Linked DNA regions of Macaca mulatta: region 2 is linked to region 1. A link is a contact called in public Hi-C data. All regions are on one chromosome and are shown on one strand. Each heading gives the region's core, a stretch centred on a gene start, on an enhancer-like site or on the middle of the called end of the contact. The rest is flanking DNA. Distances are from core to core; before and after follow the strand shown. Region 1 holds the start of RGL2 (ral guanine nucleotide dissociation stimulator like 2). Region 2 holds the start of RXRB (retinoid X receptor beta).

Region 1 (7,194 bases), core at 3,302-5,801:
TCCGCACTTGCCCTCCCCATTGCCTCAGAGAACAGATTTCATTCTCCTCACCCCTCACCCCTCTGTGCCTCCCTTACCCATCCTTCAGGCTGCTCCCCTAAAACATACTCCTCACCCCTTCATAATCACAACCCCCAAGCCCACCACCCAGCTAGTCACTCACCCCACCCCGGGAGCCAGACCTCGGGGCCTTCTTGGAGTGTGGCTCCAGAGGAGACTGCAACTTTACCTCCTGGTGGTGACAAAATAAAGAGACATGGGGGAGCAGTAGGGAGCAGGGAGAGGGGGGAATGCCACAAACCAGGCTCTCACCTGCACGAGCAGCTCCCGACTCTGGGAATAATTATCCTCTTCGGAGAAAATCTGGCAGAGGCTAGAAAAGACTCTGAGGCTGTCCCTGGGGGAGGGAGAAAAGTGGCCCTGAGGACAGGCCTGGCTCTGTCACCCCCTCTTCCCTGCCTTCTGAGGAACCCCCACCCCAGTCCAATGCCTCAGCCTCCCCACCTGGTTGCTTCCCCCCAGGCTGCCCGAAGCCTGTGGATGGGGCTGGACTGCAGGGCTGACACCACAGCATAAACTGAAGAGAAGTTTCGGAGCAGCCGGCACTCCTGTGGGGGTCAAAGAGAGCTAAGGCTATGGGAGCCCTCTCCATGCCATGGCCACCCACCGTGGGGCAATCTTCTTTCTCACCTCCGCCACGCGGATCCACTTCTCCAGGAGGCGGGCCCTCTGGGGGGGACGGAGTGGCCGTATGGTCACCTCCCCAGGTCCCTCTCCGGTGGAGGTAGCCCCCAGGACAGAACTAACCACTGCCCCTGCCACCTTGTTGAACTGTGTGACAGTAGCTCGGACAGATGGGCAGAGGTGAGAATGTCCTGGCCGGTCTCTGTGACCCCACAGGCCTCCCAGGCACTGAGAGGGGATCAAATTGAGAAATAGCTCCTGCAGGGTAGAGGTAAGAGGTTAAAGTTCATAGTCAAGTGAGGTCAGCCTTCCAATATTAGGGATCTGAGGATCTCAGGTGGCCAAGGAACCAGAGGGGCACAGGGTTTGAAGGGTAACAACCAAAAGGAAAAAGGGAAAGTCAAAATGGTAGGTGAAGGAGGCTAGGAGCTGGATCAGGAAAGGGTGGAAGCAAGGAAAGGATCTGGAGTCAAGGAGAGGTTAGTAAGGGGTCAGGGGGCATACGGGCCAGAGGTCAGGGTCTCACCGCATCTAGCAGGGTCAGCTGTTCGGCCAAGTGGTCAGCGAGGAACACCAGGACATCCGTGGGGTCAGCAGGGGGATCGCCGGGGAGGGCCAGGGGCTTAGGAAGGTCGGGGGCCTGAGGGTCCACCCGGGACCGGAGGTTGCGGATGAGGTCAGCGCTGCCCCCCCCAACACCCTTCCCTGCTGCATACCCTGTCTGAAGTAAGAAGCTCTCAAGCCGGTCAAGCTGACCCTTGGCCTCAGAGCCAAAATCCTCAGGGTGAGAGGCCAGCCAGGTTGACAGCACAGAGATGGCTACCCTGGGAGAAGGGAATCAGCCAAGGGTGAGAGGTAAAGCTGCAGCCTGGGCAGAGTGGACTGTGAGATTAAGAAACAGGGGTCACTCACTCTGTTGTCCTCTCTAGTTCACCGGTAGGATGAGATTCAAGGGCTTCCAGCCTGAGGGGAAGAAGAGGATCTATCTCTCCATTTTCCCCAAACCCCCAGTGGCCTTAACTATTTTGGTGGGATGTTGGAACTTTAGGAAATCTGGACAGACACTCCACGACCCTGGGTCCCTTATGACTCTGACCTGTCAGCCATAAGTCCTAGCAAGGCAGGCGTCGAGGTGAAGGCCCGGTGGGTGGCCAGGAAGGCTGACATGAAAGTCCCATCAGTCCCTGATGTCCGGGTATCCAGTAGGTGTCTGACCAGGGCCTCCAGAGTGCCAGCTCGGAGCCGTCGGGAGGAACGCGGGGGAGGCATAGGGACCTGGAGGACACAAAGAGATGATCACCAACGCTTTCTCCCACTCTGCCCCTAGATTTCTGAGGACAATCCCAGACCCAGGAGATGTTCCAGCCTCATTTTTCTGATATTTAGAGAGGGCAAAAGTCTTGGCCTATGTCATACAGCGGAGTCCAGGACTCCAGAACTCCAACCTAGCACTCTGGCCAGAAAGTCAGCCAGAGGAAGCGAACTGAAGAGTCAGAGGTGAGAAGCTAAAGTCATGATCTCACCAAGGGATCAAGAGGTCGATATTGGCGGCTTGTGATGGTAAACACGGCACCATCCTCCTCCTCATCCCAGACGGACACAGGGGCCTGCAGGAGCAAGGAAGGGGAAGTCAGACAGTTCCATATCACCCCCCACTGCCCTCAGCCTTCACCCCAGGCCCTGCTTCTCCCTCTATACCCCTCACCTGTGGTGGCAGGGCATAGTACCAGCGAGTGCGAGGAAGGGTGGGGGGAGCTGGTGACCCCAGGTCTCCCCCACTGGGGCCCAGACAGCCCCACCCCAGTCGCCTCAGGGCCCCGGTGGAGTAGAAGGGGCTGTAGTGGAGGCGTGGATGGAGTACAGGAATCCTGATCCTGGAGACCCCCAAAGCCCTTTCCCCCCAGAGCTGAACCCACACACGACAGAGAAGCAGGGTACAAAGAGCAGGAGAGGGAAGCGAGAGGCAGCAAGCCAGAGGCAGAGACTAGGAGTAGCTGAAACCTCAGTTCAGGCACTGCCGCATGCCCCGCCCCTCCCGGCCAAGGACTAGACCAGCCCAGAGCTTTAGTCCTTCTCAGGCCCCCTTTCACACTGGTCCCTCGGGTAATGCCTCCACTATCTCAGCCCTAAGGGACCCCTGAAGGTAGCAGCTCCAATCCCAGTCCAGGAAGGAAAAGGGGAAGTGGGATGATGGGGGCTGGGGGGCGGTAGACTCAGAGAGTCACGTGGCCCCAGTCCCTCCCCCGACCGATCCCGAAAAACCAGCCTTGCCAGTCAACCTGCCCTCACTTAGGATCTGGACCTAGGAGTTCAGGGCCTCGGGGCCCCAAATCCAAATTCTGGCCCCTCCTGAGGCCTAAAATCCTGCTCCTGGCCACCACCATTAATCCCTAATGAAAACAGGTAACCACTCTCTACCCACCCTAGGATCGTTCCTCCAGGTCCCAGAACCGTGGCTTCCCTGCCTCTACCCAGGATGGGGGGGGGGGGGTAAAGGGGAGGGAGGGAAGGAGGGGTCACGAAATCTGAGGGTTCCCTCCCCAATCCCAGAGTCAGAGGAGCTGGTTACTGTGGAAACAAACCCCTCCCCGCCAAACAAAAACAAGGAGGGAGACAGGGGGCAAGACAAGACTGCTCAGAGAAGTAGGCACACTCAGGCAGGCAGAGGCAGAGGGCCAGAGACCCGCAGGGACAGCCAGCCAGAAGTTCCAGGCAGGTTCCTGCGGGCAGGTCCTGAGTCACACTGACAGAGAACCACAGAGACGCCGGGACTCCCCGCAGCAGAGAAACGGGCCGACGCCCAGGGAGGCGCGAGAATAACTGAGGCAAGGAGGAGGAGATGTAGGGACCCAGAGACAAGAGAAAAGTGGAGACTTCAGAAATACATCCGACCCCTACCTCCCACCACCCGCGTCTCACCTCTTCTTCTTCCTCCTCCTCTTCCTCCTGCCCCCCGCCCACGACCAGGCCACCTGGGCCCCCACCCTCATCGGGGTCCCGGCTTCGGAAGCTGCTCAGTACGACTCCCCCTGGGGGGCTCGTGTCCAAAAGCAGCCGCAGGGGCCGCGGGAGCATGGCCGAGTGAAGGAATCAGCGGGGTCGGGCCATGGGGGCGCCTGGGGAGAGACGGGGTGGGGTGGGGGTGGAGAGTCAGGTGGGCGCGGGGGAGCCGGGCAGGGAAGGGACGTGGGTGGGTGTCAAGAAGACCGGAAGGGAATTCTGCAGGAAGGCTGGGGGAGGGAGGCAACAGAAGGGTGAAATAGGGTGGCCCTTGGTGCAGTTGGGGGAGGAGGGGGTCACGAGTACGGGGACGCGCAGGGTGCTCAGGCTCTGACCTGCTCGGGAGGGGTGGGGGCAGCGTGGGTCCTGGGCCGCTGTTGCCGTCGGTCTCCGGCCCCGGACCAAGTCCCCTCCCCGGCTTTTCCGTACCCCCTTGAACCCCTCCCGCTAGGCTCCCGGGCCCCTTCCGCCCTTTCCGCTCCCCCCCGCGTCCGCCCGCTCCGAGAGCAGGAGCCAAAAGGGGAAGGAAGTGAGGACAGGAGCCAGGGCCGCGGACTAGGGGAGCGCCGGACGCTCAGGGACCAGGACCCAGGCGCCCGAGTCCCCAGCTCCACTGTCCTCCGCCTCTACACTCGGGGATTCTGGAGACCACGTCGCTCCGCACTGAACTGGAATAAAGATTCCAATCTCCAGCCCCTGGGGGAAGGCAGGAGCAGAATTTGACATTCCCTTCCCCAACAATAACACGGCTAAAACTCCCGCGGGAAGCGTTTCAGGAGGAGAGAGAGCGGGTCACTCCATCCCCACGGGATTACGCTCCCCACCACAACCCACGAACTCCGCTGACCGAAATCCCGGCCGCGTTTTCCGAAGAGCCCTCGGTTCCCGCCCCCTCGGCAGGGGGCGGGGCAGGAAGCAGCCACATCCGGTTCCAGATTCGGCTCTTTGGGGCTTCCGGCGCCGAGGCAGGGATCCCTGTTGGCTCGGCGTCGCTTTGCGGTTGGAGTGCCCTCCGCTTGAGCGCATCTTATGCGCCAGTAGTGGCGCCCGACCCCGAACGGTGTCGACGGGGCGTTCTCTGAGGGGTTCAAGGTCACTGGAAGGGACCAGAGGTGATTGGAATATTCATTTTGCTTGGAAGGGGGTTGGAATGAGAGGCCCGTTTGGAAGCACTGGAATACAACTTTATTCCCACACCATTAGACCTGTTACCCCGTCGGTCTGTCCAACAGTCCTGACTCGGAGATCCCTGAGCTGCGCCGCTTCCTTCGTCAATATCCAGCAGCTATTTGATGAGCGCCCTCCAGTGGGGCCTTACGTCCCTATGCCGGCGCGGGGTTACAGCAGTGGACAGACAGGCCGGTCCCTGTCCTCGAGGAGCCCATGATCCGCGGGGAGACAGGCATTTAACGACGACTCACATGATCACTTAAAATACAACTGTGGTGAACCGCACAAGAGGGACGCGCGGCGGTCTGCGGGGAATGACGAGGCCGACCTCGTCTGCGACCCAGGGAGGCCGAGGGTGGACCAGGCAAAGGGAACAGAGGGCTGGGAACTGGAGGTGGGCGGGAGGCGGTTGGTTCATTGGAGGAAAGGAATAGCCCTGTGTGTGATGAGCATTGAGAGGAGGGCTGGCGAGCACCATCTTGGGCTGGAGAATTAGGCAGTGGCTCCAGTGTGGAGCGGTGGGGGGAACACGTGGGCCAGGGCAAGAAGAATGGGTTTGGCCCTAGAGCACGGGTTCTCCAAGTGTAACCTCGGCCCTACAGGTCGCTGAGACTATGTCAGGGGGTAGGTGAGAATGACTATTTTTTATAACAAAATTAAGATGTTATTTGCAACCGAGCGCGGTGGCTAACGCCGCTAATCCCAGCACAGGGAGGCCGAGGCGGGCGGATCACGAGGTCAGGAGATCGAGACCATCCTGGCTAACACGGTGAAACCCTGTCCCTACTAAAAAATACAAAATTTTAGCCAGGCATGGTGGAGGGCGCCTGTAGTCCCAGCTACTCGGGAGGCTGAGGCACCAGAATGGTGTGAACCCGGGAGGCGGAGCTTGCAGTGAGCCGAGATCTCGCCACTGCACTTCAGCCTGGGCGACAGAGACTGGGTCTCAAAAAACAAAACAAAAAAAGTTTTTTGCCTTCTTCATTCTATGAGAGTGTACAGTGGAGTTTTTCAGAAACTACATGATATGTATTTACACCATGGTTCCCACAATGAATGGAATGTGTGCCTATGTATTCTCGTGTTTTAAATTTTTCTGTTTTAAGTTCTAGTACCATAAATATTGATAGCTATAACCCACATACCCAAAAGCTTTTTGGAGTCCTTGATGATTTTTAAGAGGTCCTGAGAGAAAAAATTTTGAGAACCACTGTCCTAGAGCTCCAAGAAGGTGAATGCCATAAGATGTGTGTTTTTTAAAAAAACATTTCTTGGGCCTGGTGCAGTGGCTCACGCCTGTAATCCCAGCACTTTGGGAGGCCGAGGAGGGCGGATCACCTGAGGTCAGGAATTCAAGACCAGCCTGGCCAATGGTGAAACCCCGTCTCTACTAAAAATACACAAATTCGCTGGTGTGGTGGCATGTGCCTGTAATCCCAGCTACTCCGGAGGCTGAAACCAAAGAATTGCTTGAACCCAGGAGGCGGAGGTTGCAGTGAGCCAAGATCACGCCACTGCACTGCAGCCTGGGCAAGAAAGTAACACTGTCTAAAAAAAAAAAAAAAAAATTCTCCCTTGTATAAGTGGAAAAAAAAAAAAAAAAGCATTCCAGCCACTCAGTGGAGAGAGATTGGAGGGAGTAGGAACAGATGATGGGGTATTATTTTGGGGAGCTACTACAGACGCTTGGGCCAGAGATGATGGTGGCTTCCACAGGATGGAGGTGAGTGCCCTCACTCTGCTTTCTGGAAGAGAGGAAGGTGGTGAGGAATTCAGAATATTAGAAGGCAGTTGAGGTGTACATGGTCAGTCCAGAGACATATAAACTATCATGGGCACAGATGATGGGAGAAGGATGAGGCTAACATTTTCTGCCCTCCAGACACTGTGCTGAGTGCTCTATCTCCTACATCTTCTAAAGGAGATACACTGTCTTCCTTAATCCTCCTAACAGTCCTCTCAGGCTCCGCTGTCCAATATGGCAGCCACCACCCACATTTGGCTATTGAGCATTTGACATGTGGCTAGTCCAAACTGAGATGTGCTGACTGTTTAAACACCTGCTTTCGAATACTTAGGGTGGAAAAAGGGCTGCAATTTCTTTTCTTTTCTTTTTCTTTTTTTTTTTTTTTTTTTTTTTTTTTTTTTTTGAGACAGGGTCTCACTTTGTCACCCAGGCTGGAGTACAGTGGCACAACCTTGGCTCATTGCAGCCTCGACCTCCCAGATTCAAGCGATCCTTCTGCCACAGCTCCCCAAGTAGCTGGGACTATAGGTGTGTGCCACCGTGCCCAGCTAATTTGTTTTGTTTTGTTTCGTTTTTTGAGACAGAGCCTCCCT
Region 2 (7,340 bases), core at 2,268-4,767, 99 kb before region 1:
GATGGAGAAGGAAGGGAAGCCCTGAGGTCTTCAGTAAAGTCTGTAAGCTTAAGAGTGTCAGAGTCCCAGGAGTTAGAGGAAAGACCACAGATAACAGGAAACAAAGACCAGAGAAGGTCCATGGAATCAAAGAGAGGAGGAACTACTTAGGTTAGAAATGGGGAGACAGCCCATCATGGGTAAGGAAAAGTTATTCTATCCTAGGACCAGTCTAGGGAGGGGTCACAGGTGCAGGCCACAGAGGCCTAATCATTAAGAAGGAAACTGAAGGGCCAGAACAGGGTAACAGGGAGGAGAGCTGCAAAGGGAGAGAGAAATCAAATATCGCCCTCTAGAGGAGAGAGAACAGTCCAGCCTTCCAGAGACGTACACAGTCTGAGTCGGATAGGGGAGAAGGGTATGTGGTCTAAGACACCTGGGTAGGGCAGGTCCTTACCCTCCCTCTTCATGCCAGTGGCCAGGCACTTCTGATAGCGGCAGTACTGACAGCGGTTCCGCTGGCGCTTGTCCACTGTGCAGTCTTTGTTGTCCCGGCAAGAGTATGTAAGGTCCTTGCGGATGGTGCGTTTGAAGAAGCCCTTGCAACCCTCACAGCTGTAAACCCCATAGTGTTTGCCTACAGGGAAACGGGAGGAGCAATAAGAAGGTTGCATGGAGACAGCTTCACCATTTAGTCTCTTTCCAATCTCCCCCTAGCAAAACTTAAAGTTTAAGTCCTCTCCGTTTGCCAAATACAGAGATAGGGAACCAGGAGCTGAGTGATGATCCAGTCCCAGTCTCCCCACTGTTCAGAAACCCTACAGGCACTCCCTTTTCCCTCTGACCTTCCCCCCAACTGCATCCTACATCTCAGCTTCAGTTTCTTTACTCTCATCAAGCCTCCCCCAGGTCACTTGCTCTGACCAAACCCCATAAGCCCTGGGAATCCCACAGGTGATGATACACGGCCCAGACTCTCCCTCTCTGTTCATCCTCTGAGCCCCATACCTGAGCTTCTGTCCCCGCAGATTGCACATAGCCGTTTGCCAGCCCCAGGGCCACCTGGAGGGGGTGGACAGTGCAGGCCCCGGACCCCTAAGACTGGTGGCTTCACATCTTCAGGGGGGCCAGACCCACCCCCAGGGAGTGACACTGTTGAGTTAATCTGGGATGGGGGAAATAGGGAAGTCACAGGAAGACTTGTTGGGAAGGAGAATCTCACAGAAGTGATGGAAATCATTCCCTACCACTAAGCAAGGCCCTGCAGTGCACATTCCAGAGGGCATCATTTACACTGCAGTCTATGTGAAGGGCCATCCCTGGAGCACAACCCCAAAGAGAATAAACAGGCCCCCCGAAATTGTGCAACACAGTGACCCTGAAGGGCAGGTGTCTTGGGAAAGCAGATGGGACCAAAAGGGCAGAAAATCACTGATAGATGAAAAGGACATCAAGAATATCAGAATTAGCTGGGCGTGGTGGTAGGCACCTGTAATCCCAGATACTCAGGAGGCTGAGGCAGGAGAATCGCTTGAACCCAGGAGGCAGAGGTTGCAGTGAGCCGAGATCGTGCCACTGCACTCCAGCCTGGGCAACAGAGCAAGACTCCATCTCAAAAAACAAAACAAAACAAAACACACACACACAAAAACAAAGAATATTAGGGTTCTTTTAGGGGAGGAAGCATGCACTGAAACATCAGTCACCTCAGGAAAGGCAAGGGGTCTCACAAAGACCACAGGACTGACAAGATTAGAGAATTGGAAGGTCAATGGGCCATGGGGAAGTTCACATATGGATCCTCGGTTACAAGGAAAACAAGAAAACGAAAGTGGCCAGGCAGTAAGTTGGTCACAACCTCTCACCTGGGGGCTGCTGACAGGCCCGGAGAATCCTGGGGGAGCTGGAGGGGGCAGACCAGGGGACCCCATGGAAGAACTGATGACTGGAAAGGGAGAGCCCAGTGGGGGGGGTGGCATCGGAGGTGGGGGTGGGGCCCCAGAGCCTCCAAGGGATGGAGCTGTTGAAGGGGGCAGGGGTGGTCCAGGAGGAGAAGGGGGAGGGACTCCCTGGGGAAGGGGATTTGGGGAGGAGCTGTCTGGGCTTCGGGAGTCTTAGGGAGGGGTATGTACACGTACACAGACACAAAAGAGACAGAAGAGACAAAAAAAGAAAATGAGTCTTCAAACATCCAACTAGAGACTTTAATTCTCTAATACCCCACCGTGCCGGACCCAGCCCACTCCACCCATCCCCAAGTCCAGAGACACCCTGCTGCCAAACAACTGTGTAACTCCGGCTGGTCCGATGGTAGTGGGTTATCAGAACTTATTAATAAACATTAGTGTCACTAAAATTGATATACAACCCCCCACTGCTATATTTGACTGGCTAAAAAAACACAGCATAACTCCTCATTGTGGTGAGAGGAGGGAGGTGACAAGGAGAGGAGGATAGTTCAGGTGAGGAAAATTTTCCAACCGATCTATTTGAATACCAGGTCATCCTAAAGCCACACCTGTCTCGTGGGTGGGGCAACACGTGGGGTAGACCATCGAGCCCCTCTATTCCCAGCGTAAAGCCAGGTAGCCAGAGCGTGCAGGGGAAAGAGATAGGCGGGAGAGACCCCTCCTACGACGCAGGATCTGCCTTTAAACGCCCAAAGTTCTGAAGCTTAAGAGGAATCGTGCCCTTCCCACGCCCGCGACCTCCGGTGCCCAAGGCCTCAAGCGGTCACGGTTAGGAGGGCGGAAGCTCCCCTTCCCCGCCCCGCCCCGGGGAGGAGGGTGCTAAGGCCCTCGGGAGGGAGGGGACGCGTGTTTACAAACAAGGGGGCGGGAGCGCCAGGAAAACCAGAGGAGGGTGTGGGGGAGGGGTTGCAGATAACGCGGTTACTGGCTCGCCTGCCCTTCTGCTGGGACACTCACCCCGCCCGCTGTCGCCCATCCCGTCCCGTCCAGCCTCCCCCGGCTCCGGCTCCGGGGTTTGTTGTTCTCCGCCTGCCACCGCCGCCGCCGCCGCCGCTGCGGGATCCAGCCAGGGCCGTCGCCGCCGCCACCGGGACGCGACCCCACAATGCATTTCTTTTCGCACCCCCACCGGCCCACACTGCCCTGCGGCATGCCGCTGAGGGAGGAAGGGCGGGCGAGCGGCCCAAGACATATCCCTGGCTGAGAGTAGGGATACCGAAGAGCTCCCAGGGATTCCCAGGGGTTGATCGGAGGAGTAGCTGAGCACGAGGAAGCCCCTGAGAGAAAGACTCTGGCCTGGATTGGGTAGAATTAAGCCCGTCGCTCTGCTCTGTACCAAAATGACAGCGCCAATGTGGCAGCCATCTTTGTACAGACGGGAAGTCTCGGCGCGAGTTCCCGCCCCCTCGTCTAGTTGGAAACCGAGGAGGCGGTCTCCTCCGGCCTGTTAGCCCGCCTCGCCCACCCTCCCCTCAAATAACCTCCACACTCGCGCATGCGCATCAGTGCAGGATGGATTCGTCGCTACCAGAGTACCGCCATATTGGTAAAGGCACTAGGACGAAGGTGGAACGGAACTTCCTGTTCTCGCGGGAGCTAAAGGCGGGACTGCCACGTCCGAGCAAACCGGGAAAGGAGAGGATCCCGGAGCTGGTGAGAATTCTCTGTTTTTCTCTACCATCCTTTCTAAGCCTTTTCCTTACCTAATGAGTCATAGAGACGAGGGCCCAGAGAGTCTGTAAAGTGGCTGGTGAAAGACTAGTGTCCCAGGGCCCTACATCCGGGAGGGGGTTCGGGATAAAGAGAACTAGTCTTGGGAACAATGTAGGTAGGTGGGAACTTAAGGGAATGGGAGAGCGGCCCATAGAGGTGGACGGAGGGCGCTATTGGAGTAAAGCTGACCCTGTGTAGGTATAGAGTTGAGTCAAGTGGAGTCACTGTCTCTGTCCCTCTGGTCAGCGTGATGGCCAGAGGCCTGGGGGCCCCCCACTGGGTGGCCGTGGGACTGCTGACCTGGGCGGCCTTGGGGCTTCTGGTGGCTGGACTCGCGGGTCATGACGACCTGCACGACGATCTGCAAGAGGACTTCCATGGCCACAGTCACAGGCACTCACATGAAGATTTCCACCATGGACACAGCCATGCCCATGGCCATGGCCACACTCACGAGAGCATCTGGCATGGACATACCCACGGTCACGACCATGGACATTCACATGAGGATTTACACCATGGCCATAGCCATGGCCACTCCCATGAGAGCCTCTTCCACAGAGGACATGGACATGACCATGAGCATAGCCATGGAGGCTATGGGGAGTCTGGGGCTCCAGGCATCAAGCAGGACCTGGATGCTGTCACTCTCTGGGCTTATGTGAGTCTCCAGGGGATGGGAGAGAGAGGGGCTGGTTCTGGATTGTTGGAAAACACCACAGTACTTGACCCTGACTCTCCCTCACCAGGCACTGGGGGCCACAGTGCTGATCTCAGCAGCTCCATTTTTTGTCCTCTTCCTTATCCCCGTGGAGTCAAACTCCCCCCGGCATCGCTCTCTACTTCAGATCTTGCTCAGTTTTGCTTCCGGTGGCCTCCTGGGAGATGCCTTCCTGCACCTCATTCCTCATGCTCTTGGTAAGTAACCTCTGACTTCTACCTCAAATCTAACCTATTTTGTTCTTTGGGGGAAAAGGGTTCTTTCTCCTTTATGATCCCTGACCTTTCGATATTCCCCCAAATACACACCCTTTGTGTCAGATATTCCCTCATCTGGTTTTCCCCCCATCTTCCAGAACCTCATTCTCACCACACTCTGGAGCAACACGGACATGGACACTCCCACAGTGGTGAGGAAGAGACAGATGGGGATGGGAGCTGGGGTGCTGGGGAAGGTCTGTCTCTCCCTATTCCTCACCTCCTGCACTTGAGGAGGAGGAGTCTGTAATGCACATCTCCTTTAATGTCTCAATGCCTCCATTCCCAGGCCAGGGCCCCATTCTGTCTGTGGGACTGTGGGTTCTCAGTGGAATTGTTGCCTTTCTTGTTGTGGAGAAATTTGTGAGACATGTGAAAGGAGGACATGGTCACAGTCATGGACATGGACACGCTCACAGTCACACACATGGAAGTCATGGACATGGAAGACAAGGTGAGCCCAGGAACAACTTTCCCGAAAGCTGACTTGCCTGCCTCAGAATCTCCTCATCTTACGGCCCTCAGGAGGGAGAGGACATGTTGGAAGATCTGTTCTCCACGCTGACTAACTCTTTTCTTCCCTCAGAGCGTTCTAACAAGGAGAAGCAGAGCTCAGAAGAAGAAGAAAAGGAAACAGGGGGGGTTCAGAAGAGGCGAGGAGGGAGCACGGTACCCAAAGATGGGCCAGTGAGACCTCAGAATGCTGAAGAAGAAAAAAGAGGCTTAGGTAAGGGCCAGAGTTGGTCATAAATTTGGGCAAGGGACATCATCACAAATCACATGGAATATGTGCTGTGGGTAATGGCAGGTGTCTCGGAAACACTAAAAGACTGGGTGTGAAGTGGTCTCTGAGGGGAGGTGTGAGAATAACTGACCAAGATTGAACAAGTGGTGATGGAGGCCTCTGATCATTTTCTCTTCTCGTCCTGTACAAGATCTGCGTGTGTCAGGGTACCTGAATCTGGCTGCTGACTTGGCACACAACTTCACTGATGGTCTGGCCATTGGGGCTTCCTTTCGAGGGGGTCGGGGGCTAGGGATCCTGACCACAATGACTGTCCTGCTACATGAAGTGCCCCATGAGGTCGGAGACTTTGCCATCTTGGTCCAGTCTGGCTGCAGCAAAAAGCAGGTTGGTGATGTCTGCCAAACACAGCTACCTCAAACCCTTTATTTCTCCTCACTCACCCTAAACCCAAATAGCCTCTTGTTAGTTCCAAACAATTCATACTGTCATTGACAAGTCCTCTAGAAATGAGGGGAAAGAAGTTCTGGTTACTTTGTCCTTTAGCTCAGTATTTCTTAAACTGTGGTCTATAAACCATCTGAATGGTTTAGTGGAGTCTTACACACACACGCCTACTCAATCAGAAAGTCTGGAAAGGACCTCTGATCGCTAAGATTTTTCAGAAATTGTCTATTCTAGACTGCCCCCTCCTCTCTTTTTACTTTGATGTTTAGTTTCCAAATCCATGTCCCCTATACCTATACCCCACCAGCCACTTCTAAACCACTGATAATATTTAGCTATTGGTGAGTGCGTTTTTCTCTTTTCTGCCCATCAGGCAATGCGTCTGCAACTACTGACAGCAGTAGGGGCACTGGCAGGCACAGCCTGTGCCCTTCTCACTGAAGGAGGAGCAGTGGGCAGTGAAGTTGCAGGTGGTGCAGGTCCTGGCTGGGTCCTGCCATTTACTGCAGGTGGCTTTATCTACGTAGCAACAGTGTCTGTGTTGCCCGAGCTGCTGAGGGAGGCATCACCATTGCAGTCACTTCTGGAGGTGCTGGGGCTGCTGGGGGGAGTTGTCATGATGGTGCTGATTGCCCATCTCGAGTGAGGCGTGGGATAAACTACTCCTGCCCCAAACTTCTACCCCTAACTCCAGGTCAGTGGTGTGTAGAGGTTGGGGGCCCTGGCCAGGGACATCTGCCAAAGGAAGGAACTGTAGACTGGGAGAATGGTTACTTTGGCATTAGGGCCTTCAAGGGCTGGCAGTCTTAGAGGCTGGAGCAGTGAGAATGAGAGGCCAGAGGGATGATAGTGTTGGGCACCCCTTGACCATGTTGGGGCCATGAAGAAGGTTGGAAGGGAGAGGGGGTGATGGCAGCTTACCTGGTGTCCCCTACCCCACCTGTTCTCGGAGAACCAAGTTGCCATACAGAAAGTTCTCCAAGGTCCAGTTCCCTTTCTCCCACCAGTCGGTGAAGGCTTCAGAGAAGACCAGAGTCCTGGACAGAGAGGGTAACAGGAGGAGTCGGGGATAAACATCAGACATCAATCATGTGTCCTAATTTGGGAGTGATTCCGGGGGATGGGGGTGGGAGAGGGTTAGTTGGTAATCTCATGGCCTGATTTTTTTTGTTTCTATTCCTTTTATATCACTGTTCCACTCGAGGGGGAGGGGTGGCAACCGGAAATAAAGTCCTCCGATCTTCCGCCCCACATGCAGTCTTTGTCTTTTTGGGGGGAATGGGGCCCCCTGTCTTCTCCGCACCCGGGGCCCCTAAGCAGCAGTGTCTGGCCACGCCCCCGCAGTGGGAGGTCGGCCTGCGCTGGTGGCCACAGATGGCCTAAGGCTGGCGGGTCTTTGATTGGCCCCGGCTTTGCCCTGGCCACACCCCCCTCTGCGCTGGGATTGGCTTAGTGCTGGGGTTCCCACCCACCCACAGGCCGCAATGGCGTCTCAGCTCCAGAACCGG

Evidence for each region. Hi-C and Micro-C count contacts between places; a contact is called where the count stands out from the background.
Region 2: a Hi-C map of fetal cortex germinal zone shows a contact between it and region 1, with 2.8 times the contacts expected there. The contact joins the promoter of RXRB here to the promoter of RGL2 in region 1. A contact is called at or near these places in 2 of 14 Hi-C or Micro-C datasets (fetal cortex germinal zone and liver).

The regions. Positions count from the first base shown.
Region 1 is chr4:148,988,463-148,995,656 of T2T-MMU8v2.0, reverse strand. It overlaps RGL2 (ral guanine nucleotide dissociation stimulator like 2), which reads right to left and starts at 4,551. Exons shown (of 18, transcript NM_001194701.2): 1 at 4,020-4,551; 2 at 3,604-3,800; 3 at 2,208-2,291; 4 at 1,781-1,959; 5 at 1,597-1,647; 6 at 1,211-1,508; 7 at 691-942; 8 at 505-608; 9 at 313-397; 10 at 164-232. The coding sequence starts at 3,759. All of the region lies in intron 1 of WDR46 (WD repeat domain 46), which reads right to left. TAPBP (TAP binding protein) reads right to left here. Exons shown (of 8, transcript NM_001261727.2): 8 at 6,440-6,599. The coding sequence ends at 6,588.
Region 2 is chr4:149,086,590-149,093,929 of T2T-MMU8v2.0, reverse strand. RXRB (retinoid X receptor beta) reads right to left here and starts at 3,517. Exons shown (of 9, transcript XM_078000222.1): 1 at 3,431-3,517; 2 at 988-1,041; 3 at 437-616. The coding sequence starts at 3,452. It overlaps SLC39A7 (solute carrier family 39 member 7), which reads left to right and starts at 3,573. Exons shown (of 7, transcript NM_001261144.1): 1 at 3,573-4,323; 2 at 4,412-4,580; 3 at 4,739-4,792; 4 at 4,930-5,094; 5 at 5,227-5,367; 6 at 5,576-5,772; 7 at 6,206-7,023. The coding sequence starts at 3,913. The coding sequence ends at 6,478. It overlaps HSD17B8 (hydroxysteroid 17-beta dehydrogenase 8), which reads left to right and starts at 7,317. Exons shown (of 9, transcript NM_001114958.1): 1 at 7,317-7,340. The coding sequence starts at 7,317. It also overlaps a transcript of PFDN6 not described here.